Regions from separate parts of the Mus musculus genome. Here region 1 is linked to region 2. A link is a contact called in public HiChIP or PLAC-seq data. All regions are on one chromosome and are shown on one strand. The core of a region is the stretch at or near the end of the contact, and the rest is flanking DNA. Distances in the headings are between cores, read along the strand shown. Region 1 overlaps Ido2 (indoleamine 2,3-dioxygenase 2). Region 2 has its middle 44 kb from the start of Gm30370.

Region 1 (4,386 bases), core at 1,192-3,691, 1.2 Mb before region 2:
CATTCTCTAGGCTAACTAGGAAGACTTCTCTCTCCTGCCCTCTACACTGAAACATTCCTCTTTAAAAAAATTATGTGTCTTTGGAATTATTATTATTAGTATTAGTAGTAGTATTTTGGTTGCTATTGTTGCACATGTTAAGCAATGAGCTAACATTTCCCATCATGCCTACCATCATATAAATGTTAGGTTTGAGTTCGGGGCTAAGCAGACCACATTTCCATGTCATCTTACAGGTACTTGCAGGCCCACCATAGAACAGTTGTAGAACTCTGACAAACTTCCAGAGCTCCGCTGAACTTCAGAAAATACTGAATCCCAGAGGTCCCACAAGTCTCTATCCTCCTCTCTGCAGAACCCTCAGAGCTGATTCTGGGCTTCCTGGTGCTACACGGAAATATAAAACAACCCGTCTGAATGTATCAGACAAATTCCCTAGATAACCAGACGGTAGAGAGCAATGGCTAAGTCACATCCCCCAGGGATGGGGGAACCTCACTAATTAATTAAATGGTAAATGTGGTAGGTACATGTACGAACTGACATCAAAGAAGATGCATGCTGTCTAACCAGAAACTTGCCTGGTGCTACTGTCTCTAGTATGATAAATTTAAATCTGACAGTTAGGAGTAACCAATATAATTCTGTACTTTCTTCAGTCTCTAGAGCAGAGACTCTCAACCTGTGGTTTGAGACCCCCTTTGGAGCTTGCATATCAGAGATTTTGCATAGCCAATATTTACACTATTATTTGTAACTTGTAACAACTTTACAGTTATGAAGTAGCAACAAAATAACTTTATGGTTGCGGGGGGGGGGGGGTCACCACAACATGAGGAACTGTATTAAAGAGTTGCACACGGTATTAGGAAGGGTGAGACCCCGTGCTATAGAGGAAAGGCTGGAAAGTCAAATGGTTTTTACATGAGTTGTAGTGCTGCCTAAGAGGAGTGTTTAGCAATCTTCTGGGTAAGACTCAAAGAGACCCAGAAGCCTAGCAATACCCGTGGTAGAGGTGTCACCTCCTACTCAAATGGGTTGTAAAACACCTTTCAAACTGCTCTCCTCTCTTCTGGATTACTGGCAAGCCTTGGTCCCTGTCTGTGGTTGTCAGACTCAGGCTGTGTCAATCACTTAGCGGATGGATAACTGGCTACAGAGCTCCACCAGAAGGTCAGCTTCCGTATGTCTGGGGTGAGGACCAGGAGCCTGTGGGTTGAATCGTTCCCAAGGGATAAAAGTACTGTGGACGCTGAGTGCACTCGGATGCTTTGTGGTTGCGTTTGTCTGTTGAGCTTACAGCAGTCCATGCATGAGACATTGGAAACAAAGAGCTGCAGCCTTCCTCTGGGATCTAAGGGGAAAGAATAGACTGCAGCCTAGAGTCTTGGTTCTCAGAAATGAACTGTTTAAGGTTTCTCACGTAAGCTAGGAAGGCAGAGCCCAGCTAGGTTTCATTTAATTATGATGGGATTCCTTATTTAGGTACCAAAGAAGGAAAAGGCTCCTCTGGTGATGGTTAGTGACAGCTTCTTTTCTGGGTCCCAGCCAATCAAGGGGGCATCTGAGTTCTACAGACTTTAAGTGCGTGATTTTTCTATTTCAAAGTAAACACGAGATATTCTAGCCCAGCATTTGAGTCACTATGTTCAAATATATTCTAAAATGCCCAGATCACACCAGCGAGATTAAGTAAGTTGGCAGTTCACAGATACATCAACATGAATCTATCTTTCTTTCTTTCTTTCTTTCTTTCTTTCTTTCTTTCTTTCTTTCTTTCTTTCTTTCATTCATTATCTATTTATCTGCCTACCTATCATCTATCTACCTACCTAGCTATCTAGCTATGTCTATCTTCCAGTCCGTAAATCTATCTCTGTGCATCTATCTATCTATCTATCTATCTATCTATCTATCTATCTATCTATCTATCTATCTATCTATCTTTCATTATCTATTTATCTGTCTACCTATCATCTATCTACCTACCTAGCTATCTAGCTATGTCTATCTTCCAGTCTGTAAATCTATCTCTGTGCATCTATCTATCTATCTATCTATCTATCTCTATCATTTATCAACCATCTTTCTATCCATCATCCATCTCTCTCTCTCTCATATCTCTCTCATATATATACATATGCATATGTATACGAGATCCTTTCTCCTGAGGAAGGAGTCAAGATTCACAGTCCTAGGCAAGTGCTGTACTCCTGGGCAATAGGGCAGCCTTTGCTTTTATTCTTAGTCTTTCTCTTGATGCCAACCAAATGCGTATCAGCTTCAATTCTGCTCTCTTCAGCTGTGTACCTGCAGCTGTTTCCTGGAGAAAATGACACCATCAACCATTTCTCTCCAGGACAAAGGCTGGGTGGGCTGGGAGGGGTGCGGGTGGAGTGAGTGCAGGACAGGAGACCAAAGGCTGAACCAGATGACGGTCTTGCCCAGAACGCCTCCACCCGTCCAGAACTACAGCCGCTGCTCCCCATGCAGTTTGACTCTGAAAGTATAACAACGTAAAAACAGAATTCTAGGCCTTTAGGCCCAGGCTTGAGAATGTGGCCTTTGTAAAGGTATGCTAATCATAAAAGAGATAGCGACATTCCTCTACCCACCCGCTTCCTGGGTTCAAAGAGTGCTCATTCAAAGAAAGTCACCCTGAGGATTACCAGAACCTGCAATGCAAATGTGCTATTGTTAGAGGCTCTTAGAAGCTGTCTTGAGAGTTAACACTTACCAGGTATTCCTTGTGACTCTTGTAACTTTACACTTCCTTGTGACTCTTAACTGGTATCTTTGGTATCTTCCAACAATGCCCTCCCCACTTCCTTGAGTTTCGGTTTCTTCCTTTAAATACCCCCTTACCCAGCTACTCGGGGTGCCACGGTCCTCTACCCCTGCGTGGTGTATGACCATGGGCCCGAGAGCGCTTTTGAATAAAAATCCTCTTGCAATTTGCAGCAAGACCCGTTTCTTGTGGGTGATTTTGGGGTGTCGCCTCTCCTGAGTCAGAACGTGGGGGAGCCCTCACATTGTGGGTCTTTCAACTCGAGGCTTCCAGTTCGTCCTGAGTTACTTTAGAGTCAAAGAAAGAAAAGGGAAGATTAAATGAAGTTCAAAACCTCCACAGCGTATGGCAAGATGTTGGAAATACTAGGGATGCAAGTCAACCAGGAGTTTTAGCCCAGAATCACAGGAGATCTAGATGTTCATGACCCCGACCCCCACCCCCTAAACCCAACTTCCACCCCCACCCCCGCCACCCCAACAGCAACAAGAAGTGACACGTGGGTCTCCTGTTGATCTCTGCCTCTCCAGAGCTGGACTTTCAAGTGTCCTGGCTTATTACTGTCCCTCTGTGTTGTCACATTTGCTCAGGGTCAGCTCTCCTCTCCTCTTCCCGGTTCTTAGCATAACGCTTATTCCTCTCTGTAGTCTCACAGCCTGATCTTTACCCCCAGTGAGCTGAGAAACTGGATCCATGGGAAGCTAAGCCCCTCACTTCTGCATCTGCCAGGATGCATCTCCTTCTCCGCTCCTCTTCTTCCTCATGCCTTGCTGCCTCTGTGTCCCCCGCCCCCCTCTTCTTCCCAGTGTTCCTCTTCCAGCAGCAGACCATGAACTCCATACTGCTCTTATCCCTAGAAGACCTCTGTAAAAGCAGGTTCCCTTTCATTGATGTCTCTCCTAAAAAGTCCATCACATCGCCCCACACTTCCCCAGCACAGGACCATTTGGACTTAGCTTCCAAGATCCTGTTCTCAGTTTCAATAGCAAAGGTGTAGAGAAACTGGCATGAACCTCTTTGTGTTGCTTTGTCTCTAAGGGATGGCCTTCTTTTAACTCTTGCCTTGGACTGGGCTCAGTGGGCCCTCCTCAATCCGTGCGAATCAGAGGACAGATGGGCGCCGTAGAGTCGGCGAGTGACAAACAGAAACGGCGGCGAGTGTGTAGAATCTGAGTGTATTTTTACAAAGTGAACACCAGTCTTATATAGTACAGAAAATAAAGGGATAGGATGTCACAGCAGGCAAAGTACATTGAAGTTACCTGACACAAAACAAAGTAATGACTTCAAAAGGACTTTCAGGAACCAGGTAATAGTTACAGTAAAGATAAAACAGCTCTGCTTAGGGTCAGCTAAGGACAGGTAAGGATTTCACACCCTACTCACAATTTGTGCTACTCCTTTGAACCTTGTGAAAGCTAGCACCAGGGAGTTCTGCTCTAGCAGACCTTCTCATGAATAATGCAATACCACAAACCCCCTATTTCCTAGGACTTGATAAATTCTTTCATGAGTATAACTTGGCTGTTCTTTTAAGTATCTGTGGGGAAGCTCCATTTGTCAGAAGAATTCACCAACTTGCTTCTAATATGCAATGT
Region 2 (4,584 bases), core at 544-3,043:
GTATTACTCAGCTGTTAAAAATATATACCATGAAACTTGCAGGCAAATTGATGGAACTAGAAAAAAAAAATTCATCCTGAGTGAGGTAACCCAGACCCATAATGACAAGCATGGTGCGTACTCACATATAAGTGGATATTAGCTGTAAAATAAAGGCTAGCCATCCTACAATCCACAGACCCAGAGGCACTAAGTAAGAAGAAGGGTTCAGGGGAGATGCATGAATTGCCCTGGAAAGGGAAAATAGAATAGATTTTCAATACGGACTCCAAGTTCAGATCAAAAAGAATCAAACACGTGAAATATAGTCTTTACTACAAAGAAGTAATTATAAACGTGGGCATATTTAAACATATGGGGAAAATTAGTGTATTCTACACAAGTACTTAGAGGCTGCTTTTGCTAAAAGGGTCCATCTATTTCTTGGGCCTCAGTATAAATAAAAAACGAATGACCTGGTATCTCTGTTGTCATTTTGCCCGGGACTTTGGCTGAAGGCACAGAGGTGTTTTTATCTTTTTCTTCTCCAGTCACCTTGAATTCCAGGATGAGCGCCCATCCCACCCTTACTCCACCCCCCAACCCCAACCAACCCACCCTCACATCCCCCAAAACCAGGAAGAACACCTATCCTACCCTCAGCCCTCCACCCCCACCCCCCCACCTCCTCCCCACCCACCCCCACCCCCCACCCCCACTCCCGTCCAGATGAGGATGCTTAGCCCTTAGAGATTGACAGATGACAACTCAACAGCCCACCAGCCCCTGTCAGGACCACACGATTTAAACCTAACCCTCATGTCAGGACCTTCAGGGTGGGCTGGAGCACCAGGGTCACTCTCTTCCATTTTCCATGTGACTTCTCTCCTCTCTCTTTAGCTGAAATAGTGGGTTCGGTGTGGCCAAGGCTAGCCTATTGAGGCTACCACAGCCTGGGCTTTGCCTTAAAAGGCACCACACACACAGAGCAAACTTGGGGATCAGATACATCGTTGCCCAACCCCTTGGCTGGTGGACTTGGGCTGTCAGATTGTGGAGGAAACATTTGAAGTAGATGCTAGCTTTTAGTTGTTGGTTGTTTTTGTCTTTGTTTTGTCTGAGGTTTTCCTGGGAGCTGTTTGTTTGCTTTGCTGCACTGCAGGAGTTCAAATCCAGGGCCTTGTGCTCGCTGGGCAAAGGCTCTCCCACTGAGCTATTGAAGTAGAGTTTAACTAATTACTCTGGACATGAAGATTTTTCGTAATGGTCAAATCTGTAACGTTGGCTTTTAAAATATTGTCTATGTAATTTCTCTCTTTTTGTTGTTGTTACTGTCCAAATATGTCTTTAATTTTTAACTTATTAACAACAAAGGGGGGCAAGCTGTGGCCAAATCTCTTCTGAGATTTCCTTTTTTTTTTTTTAAATAAAATACAATTACATCGTTGTCTCCTTTTCATATGTATGTATTTCTAAATATATAAATACTACTTGCTCTTAACCTCAGAAAACCTTTTAACTTCTGAAAAGAGAAAGAAGCAAATCCATGTCGTGTCCTGTGGGGATCCAATCTCCTGCAGTCTTAGAGAGGAAAGGCCACTCCTGATGCCTGCTGCTGGACCGCTAGGGACTCCATCAAAAGCATTTCTCAGCAACAGCCTGGGCCATGGAGCCTCAGGCCTGCTTGCAGTGAAAGCAAAACTCAGGATTCCGAGGAAACTAACAGGTATTTTAGAACCTCCCTGGCAGAGAGGGCTGAGCCTGATTGGGGCGGTTCTGAAGAACAAAGCAGCCTTTGCCAGAGCCCTAGTTGGGGCCCTGGGCTGTGAAAGACCCCTGATAGACATGCAAATAGGAAAGGGGGCCTGAATAGCCTGCCATCCCGGCCTGGGAGATAGCACAGCACATGCCCCAGCCAAAAATAACGGTTGCTGTAAGGATCTGTGGGTCAGGCTGAACTGTGCCATTGAACACTTCGCTTTAAAGCGCCTCCGCGATTCTGAAAGGCAATCACGCACTCAGTAGCTTGCCTTAGTTAATTGGGCCGAGGTCTCATCAGCTAATCAGGGAGAGCCTGAAAACTATTATTGGTTACAAAAAAAAAAAAAAAAAAAAAAAAAAAAAAAAAAAAAAACAACTCTTTACGGATAAAAGTGGTTTTTTAAACATTGTTTTTATTTTTAGAGAAAAAAAATCACTATAACTCAAACTTCTGAATTCACAACCTATGGGAAGGAAATAGGTAAGATTTTTATAGAGACTTCAGTAATTCACCTGAGCAAGGTTCAACTGTCAAGATAAGTAGTTAAATTTATGAAATGAACGTGTTAGGAGCCCTCCGCAACACTCCAGCGCTCCCTGAGGGTCTTGTCTTGGGGAACACACAGGATGGCCGGTGTCCCATGCTCCTTCAATAGGCTGAGCCCTGAGAAACAGCAACAAAAGCCCACTGATGGGCCCTGGTCACAGTCCGGAGGAGTCGCTTCTCAGAGAGCAAGGTAGCAGGCTGTGCCAAACCTTCCTTCCTTTCTAGACAGGCTTCGGTATGGGGCTGTGACCGGCCATTCACAATCGTTAGCACAAGAAAAACACCTCATAGCACACGTTTCTTATCTCTAGCTAAAGGTTTGCTTGCTTCCTTGCTCTGGTGCTTGGTGGGATACAGAGTAGTTATCTGAGAACTGTATCGGTTCCTGTCTTAAATAAAGATATAAAAGTAACTGTCGCTACAAAGAAGGGAAACAGAATTGAGTCATATGCAACAGGTTAGCTTAAGGATAGCCCCAGAAACTGGGGGCAACCTGGGTTAACCTGGGCCAGTTCCTCCTTCTCAGTAAGGCAACCTCCCCCGCACCCCTTGCTGCCTGTAGCTCCAGATAGAGTTCTCAGCTACGTTTCCAGTACCATGACTGCCTTTACGTGACCATGTTCCCCACCATACTAACGAACTAAACCTCTGAAACTGTAAGCAAGACCCAATTAAATGCTTTCCTTTGTAAGAGTTGCTGTGGTCATGGTGTCTCTTCACAGCAATAAAACCCTAACTAAGACACTATGTTTTCTTCTAGAAGTTTCGGTGTTTTCAGGTTTCGGATTTAGGTCTTTGACTCACTTGGAGTTTTCGAGTTCGTTTTTTTTTATGCACGGTGACAGATAGGAGTCTAATTTCATTCTTCTGCTTATGGGTATCCATCTTTCTTTTTTAAAAATGAAATGGCTGTAGTTATATGTACTCATGTGTGGGTCTTTGCTTTGTCCCATAGATTGCTGTCATGTCTGTTTTTATGTCAGTATCATTGGTTGTGGTTATTGTTGTAGTTTGAGGTTTTTTTTTTTTTTTTTTTTTAACATAGCTTAAAATATGGAATGATAATTCCCCTTTGCTCTGTTATTTTTGCTTTTGGCTATCAGGGCCTTTTGTGCTTCCAGATGAGTTTTGGGGTAGTTTTCCCCTCATTTCTATGAAGAATGAGTTGGGAGTTTTAATTAGAATTGCATTGAATCTGAAAAGAGCGTCTGGTAGAGTAGTCACTTCCATAATATTGTCAGTCCATTTGCATTGTATATCTTGCCATTCTTCCTGAATCTCTTAATTCAGAGTTTTGAAGTTTCCACCATAGATGTCTTTCACATCCTTGGTTAGGTTTATTCCTAGATATTTTTACTTTCTTTGATGCTGTCTGTGAATGCAAGCGTGTCCATTATTTTTCCCATGATGTTTGTTGTCGGTGTGTAGAAAATCTATGGCTTTTTCTACGTTGATCCTGTGTCCTGACACTTTGATAAAACTGTTGATAGTATCTAGAATTTTTCTGGTGGGATTCTGGAACCTCTTGTGTGTAATATCATGTTGTCTGCAGACAGAAATTGTTGGGTTTTCTTTTCTTTTCTTGTTTGTATCCCTCCAGTTTTCATCTCTTGTCTTATGGCTGGTGGACCAAGGATGGTGGAGAGATAAAGGTACACTTGGGAAACTTGTGAGTTTGTCGTGCTTTGGGTTCATGGGTTATCCCAAAGCTACAACAATGTAGATGGTGACTTCTCCATAGCCGCACAGATGGAGTCTCTACATCCATTAACCATCCATCTTCTATATACTCTAGAATCTCCCAGTGAGAAATTAGGGAAGTGTCACCTAATGGACAGGAAGGTGCAGGATCCAGTGACCCATCCTTCTGAGAGGGAACATCAGCGGTCGGCCAGCCTGATCTTATGGGCCTCTTGCCATTAGTGACAGCTGTTCCGATGAAGCTGGCAGATACTACGATTGGAAGATATCATTCTGCAACACACAGCTGAAAGCATTTCCTTTTCTTTCAGTGCAAAAAAGGGCAGAGATGAATTTTTGCCCAAAAATATGTTGGAAAAGAGAAATTATAATTATGATATAATAAAATGCGTTAGAATCATCTCCGAACCTCAAGGTGTCTTTGTATGCATTTAAATAGATTAAGTGGAATTTTTAGTTTTTCCCTTTGTTTTAGAATTTTACAGGTGTATTTTATCAAGGCTTAGTGAAGATGAGGATCTTTAAAAAAAAAGTTTTCTAAAAAAGTAGCAAGCCACAGAGCATTCCTCAAGTGCTTACATTTATGCATACAAACA

Evidence for each region. HiChIP or PLAC-seq counts read pairs in DNA pulled down with a chosen protein or histone mark.
Region 1: an H3K27ac HiChIP or PLAC-seq map of embryonic stem cells shows a contact between it and region 2, with 4 times the contacts expected there. The contact joins two enhancer-like sites. A contact is called at or near these places in 1 of 39 promoter capture datasets (embryonic stem cells), 1 of 115 datasets of contacts at active chromatin or transcription factors (embryonic stem cells) and 1 of 9 other capture datasets (embryonic stem cells).

The regions. Positions count from the first base shown.
Region 1 is chr8:24,560,231-24,564,616 of GRCm38.p6, reverse strand. The region is part of intron 1 of Ido2 (indoleamine 2,3-dioxygenase 2); the gene reads left to right. Among named protein-coding and RNA genes, the nearest start is that of Ido2, 14 kb to the left of the region's middle. Within about 2 kb of position 2,441, at least 14 of the 459 cell types and tissues checked have an H3K27ac peak or open chromatin away from gene starts, as enhancers often do. A contact at or near this core is called in embryonic stem cells, where this site is marked.
Region 2 is chr8:23,358,245-23,362,828 of GRCm38.p6, reverse strand. No RefSeq gene overlaps it. Among named protein-coding and RNA genes, the nearest start is that of Gm30370, 44 kb to the left of the region's middle. Within about 2 kb of position 1,793, at least 40 of the 459 cell types and tissues checked have an H3K27ac peak or open chromatin away from gene starts, as enhancers often do. A contact at or near this core is called in embryonic stem cells, where this site is marked.